Regions from separate parts of the Zea mays genome. Here regions 1 and 2 are each linked to region 3. A link is a contact called in public Hi-C data. All regions are on one chromosome and are shown on one strand. The core of a region is the stretch at or near the end of the contact, and the rest is flanking DNA. Distances in the headings are between cores, read along the strand shown. Region 1 holds the start of LOC100280346 (Ankyrin repeat family protein). Region 2 holds the start of LOC103647308 (histone-lysine N-methyltransferase family member SUVH2). Region 3 holds the start of LOC100037784 (Pti1-like kinase-like).

Region 1 (4,101 bases), core at 1,110-3,609, 230 kb after region 3:
GCACAGCTATTTAGATAACTACAAATGTATAAATATGTTGACTACTGTCAGATAGTAGTTGTGAAATAAGCTCATGTCTTCAAGCATGCAGGGTAAATAATCTATGTAGTGATGATTTTCTAACTACAGAAACTGACACATAATTGAGCGTTAAACTAGATATGAAACAATCAAGGAGAATTAACATAGCACGCATAATAGAGGGACAAGCTCTGTACAGAAGGCATTGCATCTTGAAACATGTATCAGATCATACCTTGACAGGAAATGTATCTGGAGGGAGTTTTGTTGTAAGTAGATCCCTCAAACGACGAATTGCCTTCACCTTGTTTGCAAGAATATCAAGCAACGGCAGCAGTTCCTCAGTCCGCAGAGGGAAATTTGGAGAGAGCCAGAGAACCGGCCTTAGGCCTTTTTTATACTCACTTTCTTTGGAACCTTCTTTGCGCCTATGCCCATTCTCTGCAGAAGGAACATACCTCCTACTATCCCTTTCCCTGATCCTTCTGTTGTCATCTGCTCTGACTACATCTACTGAATGCCTTCCTGGTCTTGTTTGTGCATTTGAGGGTGATTCAAAGAGGAGGTCACTCACCTTCTCATCTACACAGAGCGAGCTCCTTGGAGGTGCCATCTTCTTCACCCTTTCTGGCTTGCTAACTTGAGCTCTCTTTCCCCAATTACTGAACCAACCTTTCTTGTCATGCTTACTCTCCACATTTCCAGAAACACTCATGCCCTCGATGGGTATCTCCCTCTCCCTTGGCTCAAAGCAACTATGTCGAGGGCCAGCAAATGAGTCCGACTGGTCTTCTCCACCGGCATCCGGAGAATCCATTTTTAGCGCAGCCTCCAGCTGTTTCTTCTCCTCCTCTGTCAGAACATCGTCAAACCCCTCGCTCTCTGTATCATTGTCGTTGCTAGATGAGAAGAATTCCTCATCCGTCATCGCTCCCGGGACCCTCCTTGACTTGACACTGACCAGCACATGATTCATGTCATACACCTTGGCCTTCCACGGGCCAACGGCCTCTGTCCGTTCCTGCCGCCGCCATGTGAGCTGTGGGAGCAGCACCGCTTGGGTGACGTCGATCCCCGGACGGAAGATGTTGGTCTGTGACATTGCAGCGACCTCCTGCTGGACCTCTGCCTCCGAGGCCGGGGCGCCTGCCCCCTCGAGCGCGTTCATAATCTCCTTGTCCTTGTGGTTGATCATGCACAGTGAACCAGGCGGCACCTTTCCATCCTCCGACCCTTCCCCGAGGAAGAGTATGGTCTGGTCGGAGCGTTGGATCTTGAAGCCATCGAAACCGGCGAGGGTCATGTCGGCGCGGAGGTTGGCGCCGCGCTTCCATACCCTGTAGGTGTCGGAGGGGGCGACGCGGGAAATGAATGGGATGACAGAGCTCTCGAAGTGGAAGGTGATCTCCATGTAGAAGTCCCGCATCCGGCGCATGGCGGCGACGACGCGGGGCAGGCGGCGGCACCACTTGGCCCAGGCGAGGGGCTGGTAGTGGCGCACGATGACGCGCGCCAGAGCCTCCTCGCGCGCGCAGATGGCCTCCTGCAGTGCGCTCCAGCCCTGCTCGTTCTGCAGGCTCCAGTCGGCGCCGGCCGCCATGAGCATCTCGGTCGCCGTGGCGTCACAAAGGCGCACGGCGAGGTGGAGCGGCGTCTCCCGCCCTGGCACGTCGCGGCGGTCGATGACCGCCGAGACGGCCTCGGCGCGGGCCTCCTCGGCGACGGAGTCCGCCTCCGTCCGGATCTCCTCGGGCCGGCGGGCCGGCGGGAGCGCTTCCAGCACGCGGCGCAGCGCGACGTGGTCCCGCGCCGCCACGGCGTGGTGCGCCGGGCTGTGCGCGTGCCTGGCAACGTCGACGCCGGCCATCGCGGGCGTCCGTCCGCGCCCCGGCGAGCCTCCCTTCGTCGCCACACACCCCACCACGCCACAGGAAGCTGAGGGAATCGGAGAGAGAAAACAGCGCCTCTGCTCCTCGCTCTTATCTGCGGCAGCTAAGAATTGAGCGGAAAGGATGGCGGCGGAAATCAATCGCCCAGTGATACTCGAAAAAGAAGAGCTTCCTTTCTTGCCTACCAGTCGCCCCCAATCTTGGAGTCTGTCCCTGCTTCCTTGCCTTGCCTCTTTGTGTTCTCTGGCCCTCTCTCTCCTCCCTCGGTTTGGCTCTGTTGTATTACTCCCACTCCCACCCTCATCTGCCCATCTCTCTCCAAACCCAGGCTAGAGTAGACTGGGCAGCGTCTCCCGCCCTCCCGTCACGATGGGCTTGCCCAGGAACAGGGGAAAGTATTGGAATCTAGAGAGGGAAAGCGAGAGAGACACCAGAAGGCAGAAGCAGCCTTGCAACGGGGCGATGTGATGAGAGATTGAAAAGTGCGCAATACGCGGATTTGGAAGAGGGAAGAACTTTTGTTTTCTTCTCCACTTCTCCCCCTCTTGTTTCTCTCTCTCTCTATAAATTTCTTGGGGTCATTTGTACAAAAAGGGAGGAGTGGAGTCGTGGAGAACCGTTTCGGTATGCGATTCTGCCCGTCTCTACAAAATAAAATCACGCCGCTAATTGATCGCTAATCAATTGGCGTTTTTTTATTGTTTTGGATTTTATGTTATCATACGTCACGCGTGTCCCCACCCCTGAAATCCGCTGCAGCAGAGAGAAATAGGGGTGAAGTCCATCCACAGACCACAGTGTTGCTTCATCTGTGGTACCTACACTGCTACACGTGTGAAAGGTGAGAGGTTACGTTTCCATCAGTGTGATAGTTAATTTGTTTCAATAATTAGGAAATTAGATAACTTCTCGGTAAATTGCTCTAAGATTCCTTTGAGATAAGACATCAAGTGTATTAGTGTAGACTCTTTTCTATATCCATGACGTAAATCGTCATACTAGATTTGAAGCACAAGCTTATCTTTTCGGTGGTGCTAATCTTCATATCATGGAGAAAACGATAACAATGAACGCACACGCTCATAAACGTTATGCCTGGCTTAAGATTGTAAAATATATTGTTGAAGAAAATGACAATAATTTATGCACACGTTAGTTCATGTCTAGCATAAGTTGTTGACATGCTGTATACAATTTTTTAGAGTTACCGACAAAGAATTAATGAAAACATGTGCATTCAATACTCTACTTCATCAATTGGTTTGTGTTTCTAAAATTGAACGGTCGAAAAAACTTTATTATTTGTATTCTACTTCAAAATTTACATATCTTTGTTTCCTAGAGATGTAAAGAGTGGTAACTCATTGATAACTATTGTGCCAAAGGTTTAGAATTTCTCTAAGATTTGAAAGTCATAATCCATCAAGTGTGCTACTATAAAACCATACTTCATAACCATGAGCAATGCTTAAATTGTCGTGTTTTCAAAGGTGGCTATCCACGTGACATAAAAGAAAACAACAATTATTTGCGCACACATTCATAACTGCTATGTCTAGCTTGAGTTGTTGTATACAACTTTGTTGAGAAAATGACAACGATGTGTACAGATGTTCATAACCATTATGTCTAGCGTGAGTTGCTGAGTTGTTGTACATAGTTTCTTGGAGTTATTGACAAAGAAATAATGAAATGATGTATACTCCATACATTGCTTGTTTTATATGTAGTAGCGTTGTTAATTGGTCTCTATTGAACATATGAAGATCAAAAAAAACTTAGGTCCATATGTTTTGGTGGTTCCATATGAACCTATTTATTTATTTGCTTGTGTTCCTTAAAGAAGTAAAGAGTGATAATTCATTTTATAAGTATAGTTTCAGAGGTTCAAAATCCCTCTAATATTTGTGAGTTATAATTCATCAGTGTGTTATTTGTAAACTCTACATGATAACAATGAGAAATGCTTAAATTGTCATGCCAGTTCTGAAGGATAGCCTCTTCCACAGTGCTTGTTCACATGGCATAAAGAAAACAACAATTATCTATGCGCATGTTCATAATCATTATGTGTAGCTTGAGATGTTTTATCATTTTTTGGAGAAAACGACAAAAAAAATTTATGCATACACTCATAACAGTTATGTTCACCGTGAGTTGTTGATGAGCTATTGTACATGGTTTTTAAATT
Region 2 (3,685 bases), core at 837-3,336, 190 kb after region 3:
CACTAGGGTCGGGTTTCTCCGAAGATTAGTTCAAGCGGACTCTGTACAAGCTTCTCCTTGTCGTCATCAACTTTGACGTAGAACCATTCCGATTTCCAGCCTGCCGGCCACTTGCTTCAATAGCTGATCACGGGAAATTTTGTAGTTTTCCGATATGCAAAGTTGTAACAACCAAAATTTTCATGTAGCCCATCCTTTCTGGCCTTAGTTTGGTAGTGTAGCTCGTGTACTCGGCAGAAACCTTCGGCAAATGGCTCCACAGCTTGGCTTCGGAGAGCCCAAATATAAACACTAAGCCTACCAATAACGTTAGGAGTTAGTTGGTGAAAATAGATCCCAAATTTTTTCAGCACATCAGCAATCATCCTATTCAAAGGAAATCTCAAACCAGCTTTGAGAAAACTCTTAAAAATCACTATTTCATCTTTTTGTGGCTTCGGGGTAATCTCTTCTCCACCAAAGCGAATCATCTTTTTCTCATCTTCTCTGAAGTAGCCCGACTTCACCATCTTCGGGAAATCAGCCTTCGAGATAGTCGACTTCCCGAAGTCCAGATGACTAGGCTTGCTCGGTACTACGATATTGTAATCATCGTCAGTACCAGCCTCCTCAATATCTGCTTGTTCTGCTTCAGCAGCAGGGGTGTCTTCTGATGTCATCAATCCAGATCGCTTCATTGCTTCAGAGATAGGAACAGTTTCCGCACCTTCGGCTTCGTCCCCTCGCGCTCAACTCTAGCAGTAGAGCGCACTCTGGCCATTTAATTTTGAATTTCTTGAAAAATTTCTTAGAAAATAATAACCTTCTCTTCCGAAGCTATTCTTCTGACGAAGCAAACACCAAATTGGAGCTTCGTTTGAATGCGAAAATCAAGCTTCGGCTATGGTTAAAAATTTTGGCAGCAAAACAGTGCAATAGCAATGAATGCTGTGGTAACTTCACACCTACTCGTCTGTTTATATAGTGCTGCAGGTAAGAAGGTGAATCGTCAGGATTTTTACACCAGGCAAACAGTTGCTCGCACCCGCTGAATGGTGGGCCGCAAAAATCAGAACAGTGAACCTGCATGGTGGGACCGCTACACGCTCGAAAGATGTATCGTTTCTCGACAACGAGCTCAGGAAAGGTGTTTTTTGGACCTTCGGCTTCCTGAAGCCTAAGAGACTTTTTTCACGGATCAAGCTCGTTACGAAAAACGATCTAGCACCGCGAAGGGGCTACTGTTGGGACCATGCTTCGTCGCCGAAGGTCCTGCAAAAAGAAACAGTTTCAACTGAAGCTGCTTGAACATGATGCCGAAGACACCGTTCACGAAGCTTCAGAGCTACAACATATACGAAGACGAAGGGTTGAACCGACTTAAAGATAAAATGACCTTTTAGCCTTCAAAGGTCTGAGTCATTGTTGTAAACTTTTATGAGGGGCATAATTGTAATTCCTCATGGGCTGTGTCCTGTGCCTATAAATAGTGAACAATATTCCTTTACTGTTCACGCATTCCTGTAATTGCTAACGCATCACTCGGGAATTATTGTTTGTCAAGGCAAAGGTATAAATGTACCTAATTGTTGTATTCAAATATCTTAAATTCATATAATAAGATATGTGAATGATGTCATTTATTTTCAATGTATTTACCTTTAGTGTCCCATGTTTTATTTTACTTTGTATTATCCTTATAAGTTTAATTACGAAGATGAAACCTTCGTAATATTATGTTCGTGACCTTCGTCCGAAGTTCATTAAATCCTTGTGGAGATAATGTTTCGGCGGACGAATAATATTAATATTTAACATTTTATGTTGTCTTGTTCTTAATTCATAGCATTCAAGAACAAGTCCCCAACAATCCGTCTTCTAAATTCTAGGCCCGGCACTGTCTCAAGTAGAGGTTTTTGTGTGGATTCTATTCGTACTTTTAGTCGCCTCAGCGGAAAGAAACAAATCTATATATTTTATGTAGTAGAGAAGAAGAAAAATAGAAGAGAAGATTTTTTGGTTGTCCTTATCTATTTGTTAGGCGAGAAGTAAGAGAAAATAATGTACCTACGTGTTTTGTTCGTGAAGTATGGATACCAAGTACCAACGGTAGAAAATTATTTATAGGAGTGAGATTCCGTTGGAGCTCGTCTGGAGGACGCTCTATTTTGGGGAGATTTTGCAACCTCTCCCTGACTGCGCCATTTTTTTTTCTCGCCTCCACCAACGTCAGCTCTCCAGTCACCAGTTGGACAAGCGGGACGGGACAACATCCTCACCAGCCGCAATCCTCCACTCCTCCCCGCAGCCCTCGACCCTCGTCAGCCTCTCCAGTTCACCTCGCCGTCTCCGTCATGCCCCGCGAGGGTTTGGGGAATTTTGGAGCGGAGGAGGAGGCGAGGGATGGTGGACAGGAAGGTTTGGTTACGGAAATGGATGTGGAGGAATCCTCGCCGTCTTCGTCGCCGATGTCGTCTCCGGCCGGGTCGTCAGATTCCATAGACCTCAACTTCCTGCCGTTTCTCAAGAGGGAGCCCAAATCGGAGCCGTCGTCACCAGAGCTCGGGCCCCTGCCGCTGCCTGTCTCCCTCACCCAGACGCCGCCGCAGCAGCATGCAGCGGCGGCGGCTCCAGCAACTGAGGCCTCGGTGCCTCCGCCTCCGGCGACTCCTGACCTCTCGTCCGCGTCGATGATGACCCCGCTGCAGTCGCTGCCGCCTAACCCAGACGAGGACTCGCTCCTTCGGGAGTACTACCGCCTTGCGAGACTATATCTCTCGTCTGCGGGGTCCGGGGCGATCGTCCCGACACCGGCACCGGAGGCGGCCGCACCGGCGGTGGTACAGTCCGGGGCCGGGTCCGTCGTGAAAAAGCGCCGGCCGCGGTCATCGGAGCTCGTGCGGGTCTCCTCGCTCGGTGTGCAGGATCAGATCTACTTCCGCGACCTCGTGCGCCGGGCGCGCATCACTTTCGAGTGCCTCCGCGGGCTGCTACTCAGGGACGACGAGCGTGCTGAGTCCCTCGGCCTCGCTGGTGCCGCCGGGTTTGGCGTTGCCAGGGACCGGCGCCGCGCCCGCGCAGACATGCGTGCCGCAGCGCTCATGGCAGACCACGACCTCTGGCTCAATCGCGACCGCCGCATCGTGGGGCCGATGCCTGGGATCTCGGTTGGTGACGCTTTCTTCTTCCGCATGGAGCTCTGCGTGCTTGGCCTCCATGGCCAGGTACAGGCAGGAATTGATTATGTCAGTGCAGGGAGGTCGGCCTCTGGGGAGCCTATAGCCACATCTATAATTGTATCTGGTGGGTATGAGGATGATGACGATCATGGCGACGTACTTGTGTACACTGGGCATGGCGGCCGGGATCCCAACCTCCACAAGCATTGCGTCGATCAGAAGCTGGAGGGTGGCAATCTTGCCCTCGAGCGCAGCATGGCTTATGGTATTGAGATTCGTGTAATCCGTGCCGTCAAATCAAGACGAAGCCCTATTGGTAAGGTATACTTCTATGATGGCCTCTACAAAGTTGTTGACTACTGGCTCGACCGTGGGAAATCTGGGTTTGGTGTTTATAAGTATAAAATGCTGCGCATTGAGGGCCAAGAACCCATGGGTACTGTGAATTATCGAGCAGCTGAACAACTTAAGGTGGATGTGTTTGCTGTAAGGCCAACAGGTTATTTCAGCTTTGATATCTCCATGGG
Region 3 (3,983 bases), core at 273-2,772:
TTAGTTTCAAATCATCCAAAGACAATTCAGGGACATCAATTGTAGGAGGGGAGAACTCTGGCTCAGGTTGACTACCAGGAGGCTTTGAAGACTTCTGCTTGGCTGAAAAGGTAAAAATTAAATCAGTGAAGACTCAAGGTATAAATGATGTAACTAAAAGATGATACACAAGGACTTAATACATGGGTCTAAAATTAATCATTCTAACAGATTCTAGCAGAAAAGCTTGGAAACTGAACAGAGAGAACAAAGGTGGTGTACATGTGATAAGACAAATAACACCTTGGAAAAAATACAAGATACAAAAAAACATGTAGTATGAGCATTGTGTGACTTGGGACACTTAAAAAGAGAAGATTGGTCAATACTAAGCATATATGACATAGTAGTATGGTGTTCTGTCGCACCCTAAAATTTTCAATTTTGGGTTGAGAATAGAAGACACTAAACAAAATAATATATTCGTATAAAACTTTCCAAGATTAGTTTAAGTTTGCACAAGTTTAGTTATAAAAAATTGTGCTTTTTCAAAAAAATTCTAAATTAATTTAATGGGATTTTAGTAATGTGATGTTTGCTTGTTGGTTGACTCTTAGAAACCGGGAATGTGGAACTTGTCCACGTTCAAACGTTCGTTCCGTTCCGGAAACGCGAGAACAATCTCGTTCCCGTAGTGTATATGCAGACTTCCTAGGCACATATATGGCGAGCCTGATTTTGTTTTTAAGATCGGGTGCCACATGTTTGAAGACTTCTTTGTCTATACCTTCCAGCACAGTGAATTAGGACAAAAAAAGAACAGGGGGGAGGCTGTGCAACCTAAATGCAACAAGTAGAAATAGGGTTCCGACACAATTTTGTCTGTATAGGCAGATGTGTATATTTGATACTACAAACACTATTACGAGATCTTTGCACCTGATGGCTTATGCCTAAGCAATTTATATAAAAAATAACATTATGGTCTCTTTGAATCTGCTATCTACATGTTTGACTAAAATGTATCCTTGTATTCTACAGCCTAAAATTATACTAAGAAACTCTATGATGGTACCATTGAATTTTCTCTGCATTAATTTGCTATGAGAAACACTATGATAGTTGACTTATATATTAAGTTGCTAGCTAGTCGACCAAGTCATATCTGAAATTCTTGATCTACCTTATATGTATGTTTGAACCCAGCAATAATCCAATTTCATATTAAAGATTATGAAAACTTTCTGTGAATGGCCAGAAAACTGCTTCCAGCTATTCTTCAGAGTTCAGACTGAATACAACTGAATATTCCTAATTCCCGGTTTCTCATGAAACGTCAAGAGAGAAATAGAGAACAAAAGGTTGGTTCCTACGTAGCCTTCAACTGGCCCAGTCATAACAGAATTCACAAGACCAAACAAAGACAAGCATTGAAAGCAAGCAACATACAGTCGGTCTTATTGCTCTGAGCTTTGGCCTGTTCCTTGGCGTGGTCATCTTCCTCGACGTCATAGTGGCAGTTACAACATAACCACCGCCTCATATCACCGTTCCGTCACCTGTCCTCCCTTTGGTACATGCAACAAAAAGACAAAACACAGTTAGCATAGATGAAAACTGTAGAATTATGAAGTGGTTGATGTATTGATAGGAGATGGGGTACAATATATAGACTCACAACCCTAACCCTAATGGGCCGGCAACCCAACAGTGGTGCCAGCCCACACACACAGTCTAACATCCCCCGCAGTCGCAACGGGGGCACTACACACGATGAGACTGGAGTAGAGGCCGAAGGTAGGAGCCGACGGGTTGAAATCCCCCCGCAGTCGCAGCGTCGTGATGGTGCGAATGTTGCGGCTAGAGTCCCTGGATGCCGAGTTAGCCGAAGTCGAGGTGGCTGTGGTCGGGAGACACGCAGCAGGAGCCTGTTCTTCGGGAGGGGTCGACGTTTGAGCGTCAACGATCGGTAGGGCGACACAACAAAAGAGCATCGACAAGCCGACCTTCCTGTTTCTTCGATCGTCCGGACGTCAAGGAGCCCCGCCAGGGAGGCCGACGGCAGCGCACGCGTCTGCGCCGCTCATGGTGTCCGCGCCCGCGACAGAATAGAAGGGGAACGACGGATCCGACCGGGAAGGCGACGACAACGACGGATCCGGCCAAAGGGACGGTGGATCGAGCCAAGAAGGCTGCAGCAACGTGGAATCCGGCCGGGAAGGTCGCGACAGCGACGGATCCAACGAAGGGGATGAAGGGGAGGGCAACGGGGCGGTTCCAGCCGAGCAGGGGCCTGCGACGGATCCAACGAAGGAGATGAAGGGGAGGGCAACGGGGCGGTTCCAGCGCCGGTCCTGGCAGGAAAGGTTGACGGCGGCGATGGGAGAGGCGCGAAGAGAGAGGCGCTGCTAGGTGGCTCAGGCGAGGGCAAGGGGCACGTTGATGGCGCCACCGATCCTAGAACTGGCCAGCTAAGGGGGAGATGAAAGAGAGCCATGGCCAGGAAGGTGGCGGCGTAGGCCTAGACGAGGTAGAGGCGCTCAGCGGCAGCGCTTCTGCGGCCGAGGGGTGGGAGGGGGGAATGGTTGATGTAGAATTCTGCGCTTCTGCTGCCGAGGGGTGGGCTGGTGGCGGCTGAAAGGGGTGGGAGGAAGAAACCCTCCTCTGATACCATGTAGAATTATGAAATGGTTCATGTATTGATAGGAGATGAGGTACAATATATAGACTCACAACTCTAACCCTAATAGGTCGACAGCCAACAGTAGTGTCGGCCCACACACAGAAAGAAACAGAAAGAAGGCATTCCTCATACGCAACCAGCATGGCTACATGAAATCAATCTTTTCAATAGGTACCCGTGTACAACCCCCGTCCGTACTATCAACATAAATTTAATAAGTCGGTGAACGCTAGACCTATTTGATATGTGAGCTAAAGAGTTTGTTCACTTCACATAAATAGCGAGGCCGATAGCACTGCAGTCTGAGAATAACTTCAACAGAGCCGGTACCTCGTTCGAGAGGGTTTGCGGTTATCCATTTCAGGTAGTACTCACTATCAGGTGAATGAACGAGTGATTGCAGCAATGCGGGTCGCTTTCAGCCAGCCTTTTCCAGAAGCGCGTGGAGAGCAGTACATTCTGTAACCGGAAGGAGATTCCAAGAAAAAAAATCCACTATAAGACCAAGTTCACCGCTATTACCACGGGCGACCTCTGGTTTTTCCACCAATCCCAGAAGAAATTAACAAAAAATATTCCGTACTATAGCATCAAGCAAGCAAGCAAATCCATGAACCACGAAGTAGATTGGATTGGAGGAGCATTCACGTATCCCCTGAGGAAAGGAATATTTGGATTCGAGGGCACACCAGCGTGGAAAGAGATAATCTCTCCAAACTGAAATAATCTCAACTCGAAAAGGCAATCAGTCAATCCGAGGAAGAAAATAGTTAGGGCTTCCTTACCAGCGACCGACGAAACCAACCGAGGTCCCGTCGAACGGACGGGCGGACGGAGGGATCGTCCCTTAGCGCCAGCCCTTCCGACGGAGGGACGGAGGATGAGCAGAAGGGGGAGACGCTGCGGTGCGTGCTCCAGTAAACTGAAGTCTCGGCGAGCCGTGCAGGGTGTCTCGGCGGAAGACGGGTGAATGGTGCGCCCTGCGGGACCACACAGTCCACAGCAGACCCCCTTTTTTCCCTTTCTTTTTTTTCTGTCTTTGGAATGGATGGACGGCGGAAGCAGACAATAGCCGCTGAGATTTTAAATTTGCCAGTGTAAGGATATGCCAGTCTAAATAAAAATAATAACTATAAATTTATAATCTATTATCTATTATACTACTCTATAAGGCCTTATTGTAGGCGTTCACGCTCGCGTGTTCTGCCACGCTGCGCTCCCACCGCGCGGCCGCGTCCGCAGATTTCGTGCAGATTTCCCGGTGGTCCTCGCCCCTCTCCGCCACACTCGCGAGGCCTCCGCCCGCCTCCCCCACCGCGAC

Evidence for each region. Hi-C and Micro-C count contacts between places; a contact is called where the count stands out from the background.
Region 1: a Hi-C map of tassel shows a contact between it and region 3, with 2.0 times the contacts expected there. The contact joins the promoter of LOC100280346 here to the promoter of LOC100037784 in region 3. A contact is called at or near these places in 2 of 25 Hi-C or Micro-C datasets (ear and tassel).
Region 2: a Hi-C map of root tip shows a contact between it and region 3, with 2.8 times the contacts expected there. The contact joins the promoter of LOC103647308 here to the promoter of LOC100037784 in region 3. A contact is called at or near these places in 5 of 25 Hi-C or Micro-C datasets (ear, leaf and root tip).

The regions. Positions count from the first base shown.
Region 1 is chr2:174,020,689-174,024,789 of Zm-B73-REFERENCE-NAM-5.0, reverse strand. It overlaps LOC100280346 (Ankyrin repeat family protein), which reads right to left and starts at 2,359. Exons shown (of 3, transcript NM_001153272.1): 1 at 2,096-2,359; 2 at 257-2,004. The coding sequence starts at 1,888.
Region 2 is chr2:174,057,085-174,060,769 of Zm-B73-REFERENCE-NAM-5.0, reverse strand. It overlaps LOC103647308 (histone-lysine N-methyltransferase family member SUVH2), which reads left to right and starts at 2,086. Exons shown (of 2, transcript XM_008671853.4): 1 at 2,086-3,685. The coding sequence starts at 2,334.
Region 3 is chr2:174,248,952-174,252,934 of Zm-B73-REFERENCE-NAM-5.0, reverse strand. It overlaps LOC100037784 (Pti1-like kinase-like), which reads right to left and starts at 1,522. Exons shown (of 7, transcript NM_001112488.1): 1 at 1,429-1,522; 2 at 1-102. The coding sequence starts at 1,522.